Regions from separate parts of the Anas platyrhynchos genome. Here region 2 is linked to region 1. Evidence: chromatin contacts called from public Hi-C data. All regions are on one chromosome and are shown on one strand. Each heading gives the region's core, a stretch centred on a gene start, on an enhancer-like site or on the middle of the called end of the contact. The rest is flanking DNA. Distances are from core to core; before and after follow the strand shown.

What was found. A called contact is a pair of places that touch in the nucleus more often than the background predicts.
Region 2: a contact with region 1 is called in a Hi-C map of F1 follicle, with 4 times the contacts expected there. The contact joins the promoter of CCDC146 here to the enhancer-like site in region 1. A contact is called at or near these places in 7 of 8 Hi-C or Micro-C datasets (F1 follicle, F5 follicle, liver and 3 more).

What each region holds. Positions count from the first base shown.
Region 1 is chr1:12,979,089-12,985,011 of IASCAAS_PekinDuck_T2T, forward strand. It overlaps GSAP (gamma-secretase activating protein), which reads left to right. Exons shown (of 31, transcript XM_072030397.1): 20 at 678-803; 21 at 1,214-1,269; 22 at 1,691-1,722; 23 at 2,180-2,241; 24 at 4,079-4,174. Among named protein-coding and RNA genes, the nearest start is that of GSAP, 33 kb to the left of the region's middle. Within about 2 kb of position 2,288, at least 2 of the 8 cell types and tissues checked have an H3K27ac peak or open chromatin away from gene starts, as enhancers often do. A contact at or near this core is called in F1 follicle and subcutaneous adipose tissue, where this site is marked.
Region 2 is chr1:13,069,533-13,075,941 of IASCAAS_PekinDuck_T2T, forward strand. It overlaps CCDC146 (coiled-coil domain containing 146), which reads right to left and starts at 1,850. Exons shown (of 19, transcript XM_072030220.1): 1 at 1,355-1,850. The coding sequence starts at 1,595. FAM185A (family with sequence similarity 185 member A) reads left to right here and starts at 2,169. Exons shown (of 7, transcript XM_027459614.3): 1 at 2,169-2,550. The coding sequence starts at 2,211.

The DNA.
Region 1 (5,923 bases), core at 1,038-3,537:
GCCTGTTCACAGTTGAGTTTAAATTAATTTCAGCATTAGAGTCAAAGGCTTTGGAATTGCTATGGAGACGTATGGATCTTGTTTCTTTTCTGGGGATGAGGTGCTGTTACTTGAGGCTGGCAAATGAGTGTTTGCAATGGAAGTATTTAAGCAGATTGAAAGTAGTGGAAGCCTCCAGATGCCAGGGTCGTGGTGTTGTTTTTCTGTTTGGAACTAACGGAAACCCAGGGTGGGATTTATTTGGCCAAAGGTGAGCTCTCACATCTGAATTAGCTGCCTAAGGCTCCTCTTAAAGGATCCTCGTACAGTCAAGTGGAACTCTAGATAGTATAGCCAGTGTAGTTTGAGGTGTAGTTCTTCCCAGCAGAAGCAGTTCAGGTTATGACCTGGAAGTCCCTGCATCTTTGCAGTGGCTTCGTAGGATTCTAAGGTGGCTAAGTATCTGCATTACAGGCACCAAATCTTGAGTTCAAGTTTAGGTAAGTGCTACCCCTGCCATCAAATTAAGGAAATAAAATTATTGGAAAAAAATAGTGGAGCTGATTTTTTTTTTTAACCTTTTTCACTTTGTTTACTATGAAGCTACATTTGTCACAGTTCTCTCAAATTCTTTAATGAGATAGGTATTTCTATAATGATGCAGCCTGTTTTCATGTTTTCCCTGCAATGCTTTGCAGTTCCAGAACTCTAAAGGCTTCTGGGAGAAACTCAACTCAAACTTGGAGAGTGTGAAGTATGCAGAGCCACACTTGCACTACCACAGTAATGTGCTCAGGAGGGAATGGCAAAACCTTTCAGAAGAGGTAAATGCATGTGCCCTGAAAGAGTCTCCAGAGCTGCCACTGAAGTGGATGTTTTAAAGCCAAACGTGGAAGGGTTAGGTTTTTTGTTACTGGGAAAAGAAGTGGGAATCAGATTATGAGAAGGGCAAAGATTTGCAATTATTTATTTATGAGGTGATTGCCTGTAAGTCTTATTCTTGACAAATAATGCTAGAAACTAAATAAAAACAGAGTTTGCATGTACCTGTATTGTCACATAGGATAGATGTTTGTGTCTGCAGGCGTGGGGAGTTGGGAGGTGGTTTGAAGCCTCACTGAGCATTATTTCAATCCAAAGTGAAAGCCAATTTCATTTCTCATATGTTTTATCTGGAAACATTATTGGCATTCTGCTTTATTCATTTTGGGATTTTTATTTCTTTATAAAGCAGAAAGAAGAGAGAAGAACCACAACATATTTGAGAAATATTTTTGAAAATGCCAAAAAGTAGGTACCATTTTCTATTACATTTACCCTTTGTTACTTTGTTCAAGTATGTTGAAGGATTTAAATGATTTAAAGGATTGTTTAAATAACCAATCAGGTAAATAATTGGATATTTTGCTCTAAAGAAGAGTATCTGTCTGAAAATCAATTATGGCAATCCTTGTAATCACTACAGCATGATATGAAATATCCAGGCCTGTAGAGCCAGGTAATTTATGGTAAACAGAAGTTTTTCTTGTGCAAACCAGATGTACAGTTCTCTTTATGCTAATACCTTTACTAAATATAGTCACACGTACATTTTTTGGATTTCTTTAGCTGCCTTTGAAAGAGCAAAGGGTTGTTTCGTCTTTTTAATATCCTTACGAAACCCTTTAGAGTAATGGTTGCAAAACCAGTTGATTTTTGTTTCAAACCACAGGGTGCTTTCTCATCTGGACACTTGGGATTCTGGTAAGTGAAACTTTTGTTGATGTAGGCCTCAGCTGTACGGTTAGTTAGAACATTTCAATCTGGCTGTCGATGGCTTAAAAATAAATTGCTCTGTGTGTTTCCAGCATTGAAGAGCTTGAGACATTAAGATGAGTTGTTAAACTAGAGGAAACCTTGGTAGTAGTAATTATGATTGGTGAAAATCAGCGTGGAGAATGCAGACGTAATTAATTTCCCTATGTCAGGAACACTTGAGATTTTAATTGTTTAAGTGCAAGGATGGCAGGTAAAGAGTTATTTTCCATTCCTCAGTTCTCTTGTACACAGTCCTTGATTCTGTCACTCAGTTCTGTAGGCAAGTAGATAGAACCACAGCCTCTGTTCATGTTTGTTTCTCAGTGCTTTTGAAGTTGGTTGAAGTTTTGTGATGTTTTTATAGTTTCACATCCCTGAATGACTCTTGTTCTGTTCATTCCAGAGGAAAGGCTAGTACCTCTCTTTCAAGAAGAAGATTACCAGCAGCAGTTACTAATGGGACTGGTACGTGCTTTTGTTACAGTGTGCACTAGAGGACGCCCAACCTCAACAAATGTAAAGAGTAAAATCCTCAGGCTGAGGGGAAACTCATTCAGAGTAGCTGTGGGACACATTTAGTATTTCCTAAGTTCTGGAATTCATGGTCATGATGTCACGATATCATCTTAATAGGTCATGATATCATAAAGCTTAGGGGAAAAACAGCAATGGAAAGTTGATTTGTCAAAGAGATTTTCCCCAGTACAAATTTTCTTTAGCTAGAAGTTTATTCAGTCCTCCTTGAACTTCATCTTAATCTGTCAGCTATTTTGGGGCTACTTTACATCCTTAAAATACATTTGAGTGAATTTCCCACCTGCACTTTCCCTCAAAAGAATGACAGATTTTCTTGCTTCTCAATTTAACATTTTTTTTACTGTCTCCTTTTCCTTCTACCTGTCGTGATTTAACGAAGTAGGCAGCTAAGCACAACACAGCCACTTGCTCATTTTCTCCTTTATCAATTTCTGCAACTTGTCCTACAGGACTATGTGCAGCAGCCTGGAGTATCCTTTTGGCCAAGAGGCTTTAACTGTGCTTGGCTTGATTGCAGTGCATGTTTTGCATTGATGGATAACCTGTGCAGTAGTGTCAAGTGGTCAAGTCCACCCCGATCAGAGCTCATCTTTCTATATACAAGTTAACCCTCTCCTAGCCAAAGCTGTGACACTACCTTCCTGCTAGGACAGCTGTGGCCATTCTGAGGCCGCTTCTTCTTTTGCTTTTTTCTCTCCTGAGGATCTCTCCTAAGAATCTACCATCTTTATGCTTCTGGATAGTAAGTCCTGTCTTAATTCCCTACTTGTTCTTCATCTACCTAAATCCATATCTTCTCTTATCTCTCATTCTCTTGCTGTCAGATCCAAATAATACTCTTCAGCTTGCATTGGAAGGTCTCAGCACTGCATCTGTGAGGAGTGTATCAACACTGTCCTGTCTGTTCAAATCTAAGGCAAGTTCTCACTCTTTGCAGTTGTGCTGTCTTGTTTCTAAGTGCTGCATCATGTCCTCTGAAATTTCTCTACACTTTTTTTCCCTGAGATTCTTCAGACAGATCCAGAAAAGTAGATCATCATTGTCTTTTGTCTGTGCTTTCCTACCACTGTATTTCTGCCATGTCTTTTAAGTGGAAATTAATCAATTTATAAACTACTAAAACCAGAGATTTTATTTGCTTTGGCTTTTCTGTGAGCTTTGCTTCTTCTTGGCAAAGGTACCAGGGTGGGCCAAGTAACAAACAAGCTACAAGAGGTCACAGAATATTTCAGAAAGGAGAGAGTGTAGGTAGTGGTATGGCCTGTATGATAACAAGCACCTGATTTTAAAAACATCACAATGAATATTTACCTGAAATTGCCATTACTCAGATTCTCAGGTTCTTGGCTACTAGCACAAATTGGACTTGTGCTAACTTTCTGTATTATAAAATCCTTTGGGTTTATTTGATGTAATAACTACTTGTGTTCTCAAAAATCGGCGTTAAAATCCTTCCTTCACCTGCAGTCTCACTTGGTTTGACCCAGAGAGATTTAAGACCTGTAAGATTTTTCTATTCAACGTTGTTGACAGTATAATGTAGCACTCATTTGGCTGAATTTATGCCAAGTAACTATTTTGAATATTCAGATCTGCTGTTGACTTCGCCAAGATTGTGTGGTAGTTTGGGGTCTCAATCTGAACCGAAATTTTGTAGTGGGGAGAAAGTTGTACTAAAGCCTGTTGATCAAGCCTGCATCTTGTGGGGCTTTTGCATCCTTTTCAGAGACCACAAGCACACTGAACTGTTGGCTTCTTTTTCTAGATGGTTGCTCAGCTAAAGGATCACCTCATGAGACATCTACAGTATGTAGGAAAAAAGAAGATTGACCAAATAGTTCTGGATTATGTTGCAAACCTGGTTAGTTCCATTTCATAGTCACTGTTGTGAGCAAGCGTGTATTACTGGGGATGAAGGGAGGGCTGGGTATGTGCTGCATGTACCTTGTGTATTTTTGGTGGGAGAAGTTCTTGTTTAAGCTGTTGAATCATATTTTTCTGCTTAATGTCCATATTGATAAAGTGAATAATACTTATATAATATTAAAGAGAGTTGTACTGGGCACTCAGAATAGTGAAGAAACAGTTTCGTTTACAGCTTGTAGAAATAGATTTAAAATCTGGACTCATCCTGAAAGTTGAAAGCACTGCCTTTGGTTCCTGTGGAATACGTTGCTGCGTGCTTTGAATAATGCAAGTGCCATCGGGGGCGTAGGAACAAAGAAAAAAAATTTAAGTCCAATATGGCATGAGAGAAAATCACTGCTCATACATGTTGACTGTAGGCTTTTTGTGAGTATAACAGAAGACGGATTTCTGCCTGAATCCGTATGACGTACAGTGAATTCTTTCCGATCTCTTAATTTTCTGTCTTTGATCTTAAACATAAAAAAGACTGTTGACAAAAACAGGTGTAATAGTTTCTATCAGTCTCGACATTAAATCCTTTAAATGCAGAATCCATAAGAGCTCACATAGCAGCTAGTAAGTCATGTTCTTTATCTTATCACCAGATTCAGTAGAACTTGATCCATGCAGCTCTTGGGTTCCAAAAACTCCCCGTAGTGCTATTTCCTAGGTTCAGAAATCTCAGGAAGCTTTCCTGAGGCTACCAGTGCCTGCATCTTTTCTCAAGTCTCTTGCAAATCAGTTGTGCTGTTGATGTTAAAGTGTTCTGTGAGCCACTGCAACTTCTGCTGGGCTTCCTGACTTCATATTCAGGCCTCCTTCTATAGCTTGACAGCTTGTTTCACTGTTAATCACCAGACTGTTTCTGTATCTATATAGGAAGAGAAGAAAAACTAGTGGCTGACTTAAGTAGAAACAGCACAGAGTGAACCAAAGCTTCATAGCTGCTAACAGTACTGATAGAAGCAGAACTGGAGTGTTTGTTTTGCTTTCATATGTTTCCTAGTTATCATTTGTTCGTTCCCAATGTAAACTAAGATTAGAAAAAAAAAACTACTAGGACACCTCCGCAGCCTTGATCTGCAAGACAAAATTATTGTAGACTGAATCTTGCAGTCAAAACAAATCTCAGCCCTTCCCACCCCACCATGAGTAAAACTTCAGGATTAATACAGTTTTTTCTTTTAAACTTCACTAAAAGCAAGAATTCTCTCAACTCCATTTACAGATTTATTCTTGGAAAAGCTGCTATAAACAAAGATCGTATGTCTCTAAAAATTACTTCAGCTTTTGGCTGGCACATGTTGCTAGGTGCTGTTTGGAAATCTTTAGAAACCAGTTTATTGTTAGACTTGGGTTTCCCCTCATCACAGTTAGAAACTCTCACATCCTAAACTGTTCTGTATCCCAAATGTTTGGAAGTTCTTCAGAGAAATTGTTTAGATTCTTCCAACAGTTTTCTGTAGCATCAGCAATGTGTGGCTGAGCTAAAGAAGCTAATGAAACAGGAAGAGGCTTGAAAAATATTTTGCTTGTCTATTTATTTTCCCAAAACATTCTGATGTTTTATTACATTCAGGAGCAATGGAGTAACAGAGAATAGGGTGTTGTGGGACGTAGTCATTGTACAAATCACTTGAGGTTTTACATTAGAGCAGCCAAGCCATGGGAGCAGTAACAGTTTATCTGAAGACAGCACGGT
Region 2 (6,409 bases), core at 600-3,099, 90 kb after region 1:
CCACCAAGCCCAACAGATGACTTATTAAGAAATAAGAAACTTCAGGGAAGGAGTTCAGAAAGATGCTGAGAAATCTAAATTGCCAGCTATGACAAATGGATTAAAAAAAAAAAGTCATAAAAACATTTCACAGTAGAATTGCATAGGAATTTTTAATAAACTTTAAAACAAAACAAAACAACTATATCCTGACACTAAAATTCTTAAGCTTTATGTGAAGGAACACTGATAAGCAGCTAGCCCTGTGTGTGGTAAACTTTGCTCAAACACTTTCTGTTAACTTGATCTGTTAACTTCATTTTTTTTTTTTTTTTGAGTGTTCCTTTGGGGACCTAGGAGTTGGACTCGATGGTCCTTTTGGATCCCTTCCAACTTGGATATTCTATGATTCTATGATTAACATGAAGTGTTCTTGCAGGTAGGAAACTCAGAACAAGCATAACATCAGCAAGAATACCCCTACAGGGTATAATCAACTGGAAATCAATCAAGAGCATGAAAATAAAACTGAATCAACATTATAGCCAAAATATAGACGGCATAAGTAAAACTTTAAAAACCTTAAGTTTAGTTTATATGAAGAAAGAACTCTTCCTAGCAGTTCCTCTTTTTCAGGGTGTTTTATTTTTTTTCAGTATTTATAAATACATTTTGAAGGACGTTTAGGTACCTAGCATGTATCTAATGCAGAGAAGGAGGAAAAAAAAAAAAAAAAAAAAAAGGAAGGCAGAACAAAACTGCGCTGCACTTAGCCAGGGTTTTGAACTCTTCTGGTCCCCGCGGCAGCGAAGGGGACTCGCGGGGCCGGCTGCCACCCGGCGGCAGCGCCTTGTCAGCGCCTTGTAGAGCCTTGCAAAGCCTTGTAGTGCCTTGCAGTTTTGTAGAGCCTTGTAGTGTATTGTAGAGCCTTGCAAAGCCTTGTAGTGTATTGCAGAGCTTTGCAGAGCCTTGTAGTGCCTGGCAGAGCTTTGCAGAGCCTTGTAGCACCTTGCACTGCTGGCTCACTGCTGCTGCCTCAGCAGCTTGTGCAGCGAACAGGTAGATTCAGTATTCGGGCTCAACAGCAAAAAATCCTTAATATATATATATATATATATATATTTATGTATGTATATGTGTATTTCAAAAATCAACTATTTCTAAAGACCTGGAAAAATTCACGTCTATCCCTCGTCTCATCCCAAGGTATTTCATGGTTCATTTTTCACTCTCCAGAATCCCATTCCTCCGCACTGAGCCAGCGTACAGCAGACAGGCCCTTTTTGGGTTTCATTTGATGATTCTTGAGGCTGAGCAATGCAAAGCAAAGCAGTGAGTGAAGCGGAGAGCTCTGCCGGTCAGCACGAGGCCTTACCGAGCCTTCCACTGAGGAAATGACCGCCGGACAAGGAGCGCCAGGGCCGCCTTCCTCCCCTTGGGCTCACAAATACGCAACCTGTGAGATAGAGACAGAGACAGACGTGAGGGCAACGGGACAGAAGGAGCTGGGTGAGCACATGCCCTATTGGGTGGCTTGTAGGGTTATTTGGGGGGAAAAACACCCCCCACACACAAAATGGCCCCATGGGGTGTAAAAGGGAGGGCCCAACAGACATCCCCGGGTTTCATTAGCTGTTGTGGTGTGGCAGCCTCTTTCTGTGCCCCCCCTCAGTGCTCGGGGGCACGGCCCAGCCCTGACCCCACAGAACTCCCCAGACCTCCCTTTATTTAAAAAAAACCCTGTACAACAGCACCGCGGGCTGGGGGGAGCACAGAAAGCTTTTAGCTGAACCCAGGGGCTCCCCCCTCATCTACAAGCCGCAGAGAACCGTTGTTTTTAAGGTGATTTATTTATGGAGGGCTCGACAAATGTGGTGCCCCCCCCCCCCAACCCCTGAGGCGGCCGCAGCCCCCCCCACCCCCCCCCCGCCTCACCTGCGCTCCCCGCCCCGCCCCTCCCGCCGCGTCCCCGTCCCCATGGCAACGCGAGCCCGCCTCCCCCCCTCCCCTCCCTTCCCATTGGCTCCAGCGCCGCCCAATAGCGACCGAAGGCGAGCCCTCCCCTCCCGCCCCTTTCCCCCCCCGCCGCCCAATGGGAACACCCGGGTAGTTCCGGCGAACTACGACTCCCAGGAGCCTCCGCGATGGAGGCTCTCTTGGCATCACGTGACCTTGGCGGGGAAGGGACAGTGGAGGAGGAGGAGGGGGAGGAGGAAGGGGGGGGCTCCGCCATGAGGGCGCTGCGGGCGGGCTGCCGCTGGTGGCCCCGCGCCTGGAGCAGCTCCTCCGCCGCTCCCGGCGGCTCCCGCAAGCCCTTGAAGGAATGGGAGCTGGCGGTCGGCCCGCGGGGGAGGCTGCGGGTGCGGCTGCCCTGCGAGGTGAGCGTGCGGCCGCTGGAGCCGCGGAGGAGCCCCGGCTCCGAGCGCCGGCTGCTGGTCACCGTCCGCGGCGACAGGCGGGACCCGGAGCGCGTCCGGGTGCGCTACGACGAGGAGCTGCAGCTCGCCGCCATCGCCGCCGACGGAGTGGGCAGCGGGGCCGCCGTGGAGGTCCGGGCGCCGGCTCAGTTCGGTGGGTGCTGGGTGCCCCTGCGGGGTATTTGGGGAGCCTGAGGGTGGGGGTGGCTGCGTGGCCCTTCTCGGGGTTAAAATAACCTGGAAGGAGCCGTAGCATAAGAGATGAAATGCCAAGGGCAGCTCTTCTTCCTAGTGCGAGGCGCACATCATCGCTTTGCCACAAGGGGAAAGGCTGGGCAAGGCTTCTCGTACAGACAAACCACTTCTGGGAGCCACCACAGCCGCTGGTACCAACAAACACCAACCTACAAACCCTTCCTGAGGGCCACCATCACCGCTGGTAACAGCAGACATCCCAACCGAAGTGCTGATGGTGGCCATAAGTTTAGGGATGGCAAAGGGTGAGCTTGCTGGGATAATTCCCCTTGGTGAGCTTAGGGAGCTGTTGAGCCTGGGTTTTGGTGGTTGATGTTGTACCCCCCATCCTGCTGCTTTATTTCTTCTGATGCTCTGCTGCAGCTGTGCTATGAGATGTGGTGAATAATCCCATCCAATTTACACTTAATGTGTGTCATCTGTGAGGTTCTTGGACCACCGCGTTATGTTTTCTCGGTTACTGCTTTTCCTAACTGCTACAGTAAAGGCATTCTGAGCCTTTCATCTTTTTACTTATATCTGGTTTGTCTCATTTAGGACAGCCATACTGATTCATGCTATGAATCCAACTAGCTTGCTCTCCTGTCTCCAGCAGCAGGCATAAATGGATGCTCAGGGAAGGAAGAGTAAGAACAGGACAAACAGCCAAGCGTGCTGTCAGCTGTTTTCAGCTTGGGCATCTTCTGGGCCTGGTATAGCTCAGATACTCAGTGGATTTCTCTTCCAAATGCTTGCCCATTTACACGTGTGAACAGCGCCATGGTAAAAGCTTGCTGGCAAACTCCATGCCTTTTGGCAAAGAATGCCCTGAGGTGTACTGTCCATTGAACTGCTATTTTCTTGCACAAGTGTGCAGTGTTCCAAGATCTTCTGCAATTTGACAGTTTTAATAATTCTGAATAATTTAACTGGTGAAAAGTTTTCAACCTTGCTATTCGTACTGATTTCTGAGTTCCCAAAGTGTTGGAGATGATGCATAATTTATAGTTAAAAGTCAGAAAGCAATCCAGGACTTTGTCAAAGACTTCTGAAAGTCCAAGTTTGTTTGGGAGCAGATCAAATGTTATCAGTGTATTCGTTGCCTCTTTCACCAAACAGTAGTAGTGTCATGAGGCAGGAGTGTTCCTTCTTGTAGATTCAAGTCTTCCCTAAGAGTTATCTATCTGCTACGTTCTTATTTTCTTGGCTTTTTCTGGTTGGTTTTCTTTTTCCTGCTTGGCACGTACAAAGATGACATTGGCCTCTCTGTAGCTTACTAATAGATTTCATCCCAGGATTACAAACAGTCAAAACAAAACCTATCATTCCATTCATAACCCTTCACTTCTCTGACAGCACTTGTCTGTTTATTGTAGTCCTTTAACAGCAATTTTATACTTTGTTTTCTAAAGGGTATTTGAGTGACTATTTTGCTACTTCATACTTGTTACTCTTTTTTTGCGGGATGCTGGAAGAGAGTTCATTGTGTTTAGGCCTGGAAAATCTCAGCCTTCATAAAGAGCTTGAATGTGGAGAACCTCCCTCAAGGCCTTAGTAATGAATTCTAATAGAAATAATTCATTTAGCCTTTGTCATGTTTTGAGGTTATATTCTTATTATACATTGAACATCAACTAACTCAGCAGACAGTCCCAGTCTTCTTCCTCCTGACACTCTTGAGATTGGCTTTATTGGCTTATAGGTTTTTAAGCAAGTCATTCCACTTAGTTTTGGGATAAGATCACACAATTTGGGTACCGTGTGCAGTCTGTGGATTATAGTCACCTTCTACTACCTGGTAATTGTTACACCATAATTAGCACAATGTTAGTATTGTCTCTTTGTGCTCTTATCTAGACGTATCCAGATATAAATCTCTTGATGTAAATATTTTTTATACTTAGTGAAGCTATTTGCCCATAAGGTTCCACTTCAGCTCTGGCATGTATTTTGGAATCTCTGAGTAGTAGCTTGTTTTTGGGTTGTTCCTTTTCCTGTGGTAGGAAAGAAATGTCCATTAAACATCAGTGCACAAGATCTCACTCCTTGGAAAATGCATCTCAGACTACAAATAGTATCATAGAAGGATCTGGACTCAAACAAGCATACAATCCAAATCACAGGAATGCTTTGATTAGAAAAGGCCCTTAAGATCATGAAGTCCAACAATGCTGTAAGCATTCCTCTCTGAACACTGTGGCTTTTCTCTGGCCTTCCTTGCCCACGTGAGGGTGTTGGCCCTGTTCTGTTTAGACTGTTTTATCTCAGCATTTTTCTGTCACCAGACTGTAAGAAATTGAGAAGTCGATGTGAATGTCCTTACGGTATTCTAGCTAGTTTCCTTTTTAGAAGTGAAAGCGTTTCATAACAGCTTTTGCAATTCAGGTTGGAACTTATCCAGGAAGCTTTAAGTTGGTTAAAACTCCACAGAACCTGATGAACATTTGCAGGAGGTGCTGGATGAGAAGTTTAAATACACACCTTAAACCAGAGGCAACTGGAGTTAACCCTACTGGGCTGACTGCCGAAGGACCCTCTGTTTCTGTTCCAGTGGCTAGTCTTGTGCTGTGCATAGTCTTTCAATATCCTACTCACTCTGACCATCCTCTGACACATTTTACCTTCACAGATGATAGATACTGATGAATTGCTCTTAAATCTAGCAGATTTTTTTATTTATTTTACTTCAGGTTGTATACATCTTAGCTGTTTATTCCTGGACAGGGATGGTGTGGGCATATAACTGTAGGTTGTGAGTCTGCTCATCACGTGAAGGGAATCCCACTTGGCATCTAGAACAGCATGTGCTGACTAACCCTGGAACCAGCTAGTTCTTGTTAGTGTATGTTGACTAACTCCTTGGGTAAAGCAAAATGAGGTCTGGCATAACCAGAATTTGAGAATCATCCTTCTTTTCTGCCTATGTAGTTCTTTTGTTTAGTTTTAGTAGGTATGTATTGTTATAATTATAGGGTAATTCACGTTTGATAGGGGCCTCAGGAGTTTTCTAGTTCCAGGTTTTGAAAACCTCCAGGGATGAAGACTCTACAACCTCCTTTAACAGACAGTTCCAATGCTCTTCTGTATTATACCCTGGGGAAGGGAACAGCAAAGTCGTGTAGGAGAACCATCAAGTCTGAAGCAGTGGCCAAGCTTCCCTGAGTAGAATACCAAAATTCTGTCCCCTCAAGCATTCCAGGCCTAGGCCAATTTAAGAAGCCAGTGGTGTATTTTTGTTTGGTTGTTTTTTTTTTTTGTCTGGTTGTTCTGGTGCCAGCTCTCTCCTTGTTAGAACTTAACTATTCCACATGAGCCTTATGTAAAGCCCATAAGATCACTTTCATCTTTGTTTAAATACTGTAGATTCTTTCAGACTTAACTAGGCAAGCTGAAGGCATGTTTGGGTCTTGAAAGCTGCTGTGACTCACCAATATCATAAAATTATGTTATCACTTAAAGATTTTTTCATCCTACTTCTGAGGGGAGAACCCAGGATCCTGGGAATACTTGTTTCTGCTTTTTGTTCTTTTGTAAATGTACTGGAAAACGGATACATTTTCAACAGTGTATTTTCTTAAGTCTTAACATATTAACTGAGTTAAGAAACAACATCACTGGTCTCTATTCCTGAACAGGACAGCCTCAGAGCAGCAAATACAGTAATCTGCTGCCCTCAGTAAATAGGACTGAATTATCTTAACAAGTATGGTCATGTACTGGTAAGCTTCCCATACGAGCAGAGAATTGGATCATCATGAAGTATTTCTAGTGGTTCAGTG